Linked DNA regions of Hordeum vulgare: region 1 is linked to region 2. Evidence: chromatin contacts called from public Hi-C data. All regions are on one chromosome and are shown on one strand. Each heading gives the region's core, a stretch centred on a gene start, on an enhancer-like site or on the middle of the called end of the contact. The rest is flanking DNA. Distances are from core to core; before and after follow the strand shown.

The links. A called contact is a pair of places that touch in the nucleus more often than the background predicts.
Region 1: a Hi-C map of seedling shows a contact between it and region 2, with 4 times the contacts expected there. The contact joins the enhancer-like site here to the promoter of LOC123395633 in region 2. A contact is called at or near these places in 3 of 6 Hi-C or Micro-C datasets (leaf and seedling) and 1 of 1 datasets of contacts at active chromatin or transcription factors (embryo).

The regions. Positions count from the first base shown.
Region 1 is chr5H:41,783,482-41,787,370 of MorexV3_pseudomolecules_assembly, forward strand. No RefSeq gene overlaps it. Among protein-coding and RNA genes, the nearest start is that of LOC123396363, 40 kb to the right of the region's middle. Within about 2 kb of position 1,435, at least 3 of the 3 cell types and tissues checked have open chromatin away from gene starts, as enhancers often do. A contact at or near this core is called in leaf and seedling, where this site is marked.
Region 2 is chr5H:41,632,233-41,635,813 of MorexV3_pseudomolecules_assembly, forward strand. LOC123395633 (zealexin A1 synthase-like) reads right to left here and starts at 1,658. Exons shown (of 2, transcript XM_045090659.1): 1 at 719-1,658; 2 at 1-279. The coding sequence starts at 1,606.

The sequences.
Region 1 (3,889 bases), core at 185-2,684, 150 kb after region 2:
ATATATATGACAGGTCCAATTACGAACGCTGCAAGCGCCTGTTAACAATATGGACGCTAACCAACACTGCAGCTCCAAATAGTAAATGCTCTATACAACAGCCTGCGCGACGGATAAGAAGGCAGTCGGGCCAGGTGCGGGACGGGGCTCCCCAGTTTTTTCGTTTATATTTATTTGGTTTCCTTTATTTTGTCTTTCGCTTCTTTAAAAATTTTGGGATTTGCAAAAAAAAAAGAAATTCAAAATATTCTCACGAATTCAACTTCACGTTTTCTGAAAGCATGAACATATTTTAAATTTTCGATGGAAAGTTTCTGAGAGGAAGAAAAAATTAATATTTTATGAACACTTTATATATCTCGTGAAAAACAATTAAATTAAATGAACTTTTTCAAAATTGACGAACAAATGTTAAAATCGACGAACATTTTTTTTGAACTAGATGAACAAAGTTTGATTTCAAGAACAGATTCTGAATTTGACGATTTTTTTTGAATAAGATGGGAAAATTTGGATTCAAAATCATATTTCGAATTTAACAAAGATTTTTGAATATGATGAAAAAATTTCAACTTTATAAATAATTTTTTTTATGAAAAGGTTATAATTCAAAGAACAAAAAAATAATTTTGAAAGACGTTGATGGATTTGAGAATTTGTTAGCCAATTTGAGAAAACTTTCCAAGATCTCAGAAAATGTTTGTGATTTGGGAAAGGAAAAAGAAAAACATAGAAAAAACCAGGTTTGGAAAGGTTCTAGAACCTTAAACCAAAAACCACTGGCCGAGCCTAACCTACGCGAAGCGGTGGGTGCTATAAGTATACTCGGCCATAAATAGCTCGGCCTGAACGGCCTGATCCGCCCCGGCCCAAAGATTCTGGGTTGGGCTGGGCCTATTTTTGCCATCGGGTCAGGCTCGAGTCGTGAAGTTCAGCCCGACGTTCTGTTCAGGTTGGGATCGGGTGTATGCCAAAACAAATTTAAGCCACATTCAGAGCAGGCCGGTCGTGCCTTGTCAGGCTTGTTTGGGGTCAGACCGGGTTTGGGCCCCATATTTAGGCCCAATGATGGGCCGGGCCAGCCTCAGGCCTGGGATTTTAGCATCGGGTTTGTTTTAACCGGCCCGAGCTATATACAGGCATAGCTTTAAGCAAGCACAGGGCAAGCCTTGTGTAAGGGAGAGCCCAGGTGGGACGGTCCAACCGCGTGGGAGGCCCGGTCATTTCTCTTTGTTCTTCTTTTTTCTCTTTGCCATTACTGAACTGTTATTTTGTTATTTCAAAATGCATTGAAAAGATAACTGTATACAAATTTTAAAGCAAAATGTACACTCTTTGCTGGACCGGACGGAGGAAGTATCTACTCACGGAGCAGCCCGAGTCGAGGCACCGATCGGCGGCAGCTCTGAGCTGGGCCCCGGAGCAGCAAGCCGATCATCAGCGGCCATGAACCGAAACGACCACCGCGGTCGCAATCAGTCACGTCCGGCGCGGGGGCGGAGGCGGGGGCCGTCGGGTTTTCCACCCCATCAGCCGAACGAGCCAAGACATGTATGCTTCAGCTGCATGCATCGAATCTGCTGCATGGGGTCCAGTTCCATGCTGTGCATCTGCGTGCCAATCACCATCACCATGCATCACACAGCCATGCATGCAGTGCAGCTGTGCAGGCAACGGTGCAGACGGGATCACGGGGGAGAGGAGAGAAGAGCCAAAGCCGAGATGATATGGTGCGGCTTTCTCGGTCGCCGGGCCGTGGACGGTGGACGCGACGGCGAGGAGTCCGGCGGCCGGTATCCTGCCTGCGGCGATACGGACTCCCTGCCGTGGCAGCGGCCCTGTGGCCTGTACCCGCATACAGAAACCCTCCGTAGATATAGGGTGAAAAATCGTCAATAGATACCGTGCCGATGGAATTTTGAACCGGGCTAATAACAACTCCCACGCACCAACACATTTGGTCCGGCAGCGTCAGTCTATGTTCGCGCAAATAAAAAACAGTGCCCAGTACAAGCACTCATTTTCATTCTCCGTCCCATTTATGTCCGTTGTGATCCATTTCATCTTAAATTTGGATCAAATTTAAAGCGAAACAAACATAAACCGAACGTTTTTTGGGTCCTCCTCGTTCGTTTGTGTCGAGACTGGCTCATCTCTCATCCACCTTTCACATCCCATCTACTCCCTCCGATTATAAATATAAGTCTTTTAAAGATTTTATTAGAGGATTACATATGAAATAAAGTAAGCAAATCTATACTTTAAAGTATATGTCTATATATACATCTATATGTAGTCCTCTAGTGAAACATTTAAAATGATTTATATTTAGGAATAGAGAGAGTATATCCTTCTTTTCTCTTCCCACCCTCGCCCACCAGCCAACCCACCCCCACGAGCCAGCCGAGGAAGAGCCGCGGGACGCTCCTTCCGGTGGCCTATGGCGGCGCGACAGCGCTCACTCGAGAAAATCTGCATGAAGGCAGGTGTCGCTCAGCTAGATCCCCGTGAGGGCAAGTGGTCGGAGGCACCCATTGAGGTAATCCGGGATTAGAGGGTCCTCGATCCGTCTTCCTACTCTCATGGGCCGGACCCCTGGGCCTGTTCGACCGCCATTAGAAGTATCGGAATCTAGATAGACTCTTGAGAACACTTGGCGTACAATTCAAGGCGACGTAGTGATCGGCATATTCCTTCCCTATTGTAACCAACTTTGTGTAACCCTAGCATCCCTGGTATCTATATAAGCCAAGGGGGCATAGCTTGTAGGACACATTTAGCTCATTGTGATTAGGGTTTAGACCATAACATCCGATCTCAAACTAGATCAACTTTGCACTTTGCACTACTCCATCAATACCAATAAGAACAAGACGTAGGGTTTTACCTCCATCAAAAGGGCCCGGACCTGGGTAAAACACCATCTTCTACGTCTCTTTTTACCCATCGACCCTAGATCCACAGTTCGTACCCCCTACTCGAGATCAACTAGTTTTGACACCGACACCCATCCCCGTAGGAGCTCGTCCCCGCAACGCCCGTCACGCGAACATGGACACCCCTGTAGGAGCTCGTCCTTGCCGGCTCTCGTTCCCGCGGGCGGAGGCTGCATAGTGGCTAGACGCTCCCATCCTCGCAGGAGCTCATCCCCGTCGGGAACGTGTGTTCCTGCCGAAGCTCATGCACGCACGCGGAGGCGGGGAGGCATCCGGCATTCGTCCTAGCCGACGACCGTATAAGCCCCCTACTGGTAGCTCTTGTTGTTGTTTTTTTGCAAAAGAAAATGACTTGTTTGTTTCAAATGGGTCGCTCGCGTTGGGTGCACCTGTCAGTTTAGCGAACCCAAACAAACAAAATGCGGGCAGAAGCGGATGCGGTTTTGGTCGCTGCAATGGAGTTGTTGTAAGGGCATATTTCTACCCCAATAGCTTTGGTGATTGGTGACAATGCATTTGCGGACTAATCGTGTTTATTAAGCCTTTCAGATAATTCATCATTTGACACAAGGCGATTCTAGCCCCTCGGTGGATTAGAGTGAAGATGGTTTCTTCCCTGTGTTTCTTTTCCGGTGGATCCGAGTCATAGGAGAACCATACTATTAGGAGGGGGTCCGCATCGGAAAGGTTTGGGTGAAATCAACACGTACACTTTTGTTTGCACCTTTGTTCCTTTCCCGCATCATTGGAGTTGTTCCGACGTTGCCTTTGGTCTAGTTCGCAAGGAACCAAGCGGAATTACCTCGCAAGACAACGATACTACCTCTTATCTACGGAAGTACCACTCTCGACAGCGGTAGTACCGCTTATGGGCGGTAGTGCCATTGCCCAGTACCGCTGGCTTAGGTGTCTTGACTTTTCGTGTCACACTGAGCGATTTTTGGTCGGTAGTA
Region 2 (3,581 bases), core at 408-2,907:
CTTGGGCACGTCGTAGCCCATCACCCGACATGCCTCGCGACACTCCCGTGGGAGCAGGAACGGCGCCGGCGGGTGCAGCCTCAGGACCTCCTTGATCACAAGGTGGAGATAGCCCAGTCTCACCTTGACGACGTCTTCCTCGGTGAGCTTATCTTGCCCCTTGAAGGCCTCTCTCACCTCCGACTGCACCTTATGTAGCACCCGTGGGTTTCTCATAAGCTCCGACATGGCCCATTCCATGGTTGTCGACGATGTCTCGCTCCCAGCAGAAAAAATGTCCTACAGTTGCTTATCATTCGATGTTATTGTTACACACAATCACTGTTGTCAAACTAAATAAAAAATTACCTCCTCTGTCCCAAAGAAATTAAAGTTCTAGGTTGGTCTTAAGTCAAGCTTGTCTTATATAATTATATAGAAATTTGTGCTAAGATCTAGAACACTAAATACATATCTCTTAAGGCAATATATTTCATAAAATATCTGAATAGACTAATTTGGTGTTGTGGATGTTAATATGTTTTCCAAACTTACACTAGTTTGACATGTGACAAATTCAGAACTTTAATTATTTTGGAATGGGACAAATAGTAGAGTCACCGATCTGTATCAAATCTAATTAACACACTGATCATCAACTGATGTAGTACAGAATTTTCAAAACAGTACTATATACTAGTATAAAGGATGGTTGAGAGGAATGATCATAATATGTTACCAGAATGACGGCTGTGACGATCTCGGTGGTGAGCTCAAACTGCAGGCCGCCGTCCTTCTGCAGCCTGAGGAGGACGCCGAGCAGGTCCTCATCTCTCTCAGGCGCCGGCGAGCCGGCGCGTTCTCTTATGATGCTCTGCACGATGCGGTAGATGTTCTTCTGGCACCTGCCCATGTCCCGCGCAGCGACGCTGAGCCTGCGCACGAGCCGCGACGATGGGTACAGGTCGGCGAGGTTGATGCCGCCGGTGAGGCGCACGGCCTCGTCGAGCTCGCGCAAGAACTCGTCGCGGTGGTGGCACCTCCCGCCGATGGCCGCGCGAACCACGGTGTCGTTGGTCATGCGGCACACCTCTTCACTGAGGTTGACGGCTTGGCCATCGCGGCACCCGTCGGAGACGGCGCGCAGTAGGCGCGCGACCTCGTCCTCCCGGGCGGGGCGGAAGGAGAGCACGCGGCGCTGGCTGAAGAGCTCGTGCACGCAGACCCTGCGGAGCTCGCGCCAGCGGTCGTCGTAGGGGGAGAAGAGGATGCCCTTGCCGCCGCAGGTGATGATGCCGAGCGTGGCGCTGAGGTGGCGGCTGGCGAAGGCGGCGTCGTGGGTCCTCATCACCTCCCTGGCGGCCTCGGCGGAGGAGACGACGAGCGTGGGCACGGCGCCGAGCCGGAGGAGCATGAGCGGGCCGTGGGCGCGGGAGAGGTCGCGCATGGCCCGGTGGGGCAGGCCCCCAGAGCGCGACAGCAGGAGGTGGTGCAGGCTGCCGACGAGCGGCAGCTTCCATGGGCCCGGGGGCAGCTGCTGCCCGTGGGTCGGTGATGTGTAGCGGCCGATGATGAGCTTGAAGAGGAGGACGAAGCAGAGGAAGAGTAGCGGCGTTGTGAAGTCCATTTTGCTCCAGGAGTCCACTGAGCTGTAGCTGATGAAGGCACGGCAGGCCCCAGCATGCACATGGATATAAGGGGTGTTTCTTTTTGTGTAGGGACTAAAAAAGTCTCTTTTAATCTCATGTTCTCTTTTAATCTCATGTGAAAGAAACATGAAAGACTTTTAGGGACTAAAGACGGTATTTGAGACTAAAGGAAAAAGTTTCTGTGGGAGGAACTTTTTGAGACTTTTTTGACACTTTTCCCAACAGTGCCCCCACTTTTAGCATGTCATTTAATAACCTATAATATATTACTAAAGGTAACATAGTCTTTTTGCATGTCATTTAATGACCTCTAGTCCATGTTTAGTCCTTGAAAAGAAATGAATAGGGACTAGAGACTTTTTAGTTGGGACTAAAAAAAGTCTTAGGACGTTTTAAAAAAACAGGGCCTAAATAGTATAGAAAAAATATGCCACAGTAGAGTGAAGAGATATGGAAATAACGATCTCTTCACTCTAACCAAAGTTTGACCAACTAATGATTCGGCCACCTTGATCGCGTTCCAACTAACCTAAACCTTAAATGTGTACGTAACTTATACAGTTATACTCTCTTTTCTACTCCGCATATAAGATAAATGTTTAGATTTTATAAACTTTGATCAATTTTATATTAAAAAGTATTAACATCTACAGCATAATATTAAATATATGGAGTATAATACTTCCTCTGTCTTAAAATAAATATCTTAAGCTTAGTATAATTTTATACTATAGCTAGTATAAAGTTGAGACACTTATTTTAAAACGAAAAAAATATAAAATTATATTTTTTATTTATATTAATTAGGTATTGTGAATGTTGATTTTTTATATAAGTTCGATCAAATTGAAAATACTTCAACATCAAACAGTAGTACTTGCCTAAAATAACGCAAAGTATATATGAGTAACAGTAGTCTTAGCCTACAACGTGAATATTTCTTGACGTGCAACAGTAGTCTTAGCACAGATGCTCACAACACTTCCCAGGCCGCCGCCGTCGTTGTACCACCTCGGTTGCCCGTTCAGTCCATGCCGGACCTCCGCCACTCCACCAGGCACTAGGCGACCACCGCCACCCCCCAACCCAATATCCCCTTGTTTGTCCACCGCCCAGGTAGCAGGTACCATTACCATCCATGGCGGATAGCACACTCGATGAGTGTTTTCCAAACGTCATAGTCTAAGTGTTGATAATTTTTCCTTGCTTTGATACTTTGAAGCTAATGTGGTGGATTCAAACGACAAGTACTTCTACAACAACTTCATGGAGGTGGTGCCTTCAAACGACAAGTACTTCTACAACAACTTCATGGAGGTGGTGCCGCGGAGCCCCAGCGAGGCGGAGGGGCAGTCGCGCGCGGGGAAGACAGGGGCGGCGGTCAGGGCGGCGGACCTGATGTGCGGCGGCGTTCGTGGCCCCATGGCCGGCCGTGGTCAGGTTCGATGGCGGCGGAGGCGCTCCATCCGGCGAGAGCAGCGGCTGCGCGCAAGGGTGGTCATCGAGGGACTGCGGATCTGGCGTTTCCTGCCCAGATCCGTCACGGCTTGGACTTCTTTGGCCGGTGGCGCGAGGAGGATCGGTGTGGGGCGGCTGGAGGCCCCTGCCGGCATGCCGACGGCGGTCTTCGTCTACATGACGTGCCTCCCTCGGTTCCATCCAGCCACGAGATCGGGGGGTCGCGACTTCCGGTGAAAACCGCGCCGACCTCGGTCATGGCGGACGATGGCGGCGTCTAGGACGTCGTTACCAGCCCATGGCATCGTTGTTGCAGGTCGTGGCACCACACTCGTGATGCTCCGAGGGAAACCTTAGACCTGGATCTACCGGTCGGACGATGATGGCATCTTCGATGTCGTTTCCCTCCTGAGGGCATCGTTTTGGAGTACGTGCTGGGTGGACGGGACAAGAGGAGGAGCGGTGTTTGGTCTACCGTGAGCCATACGGTGTAGC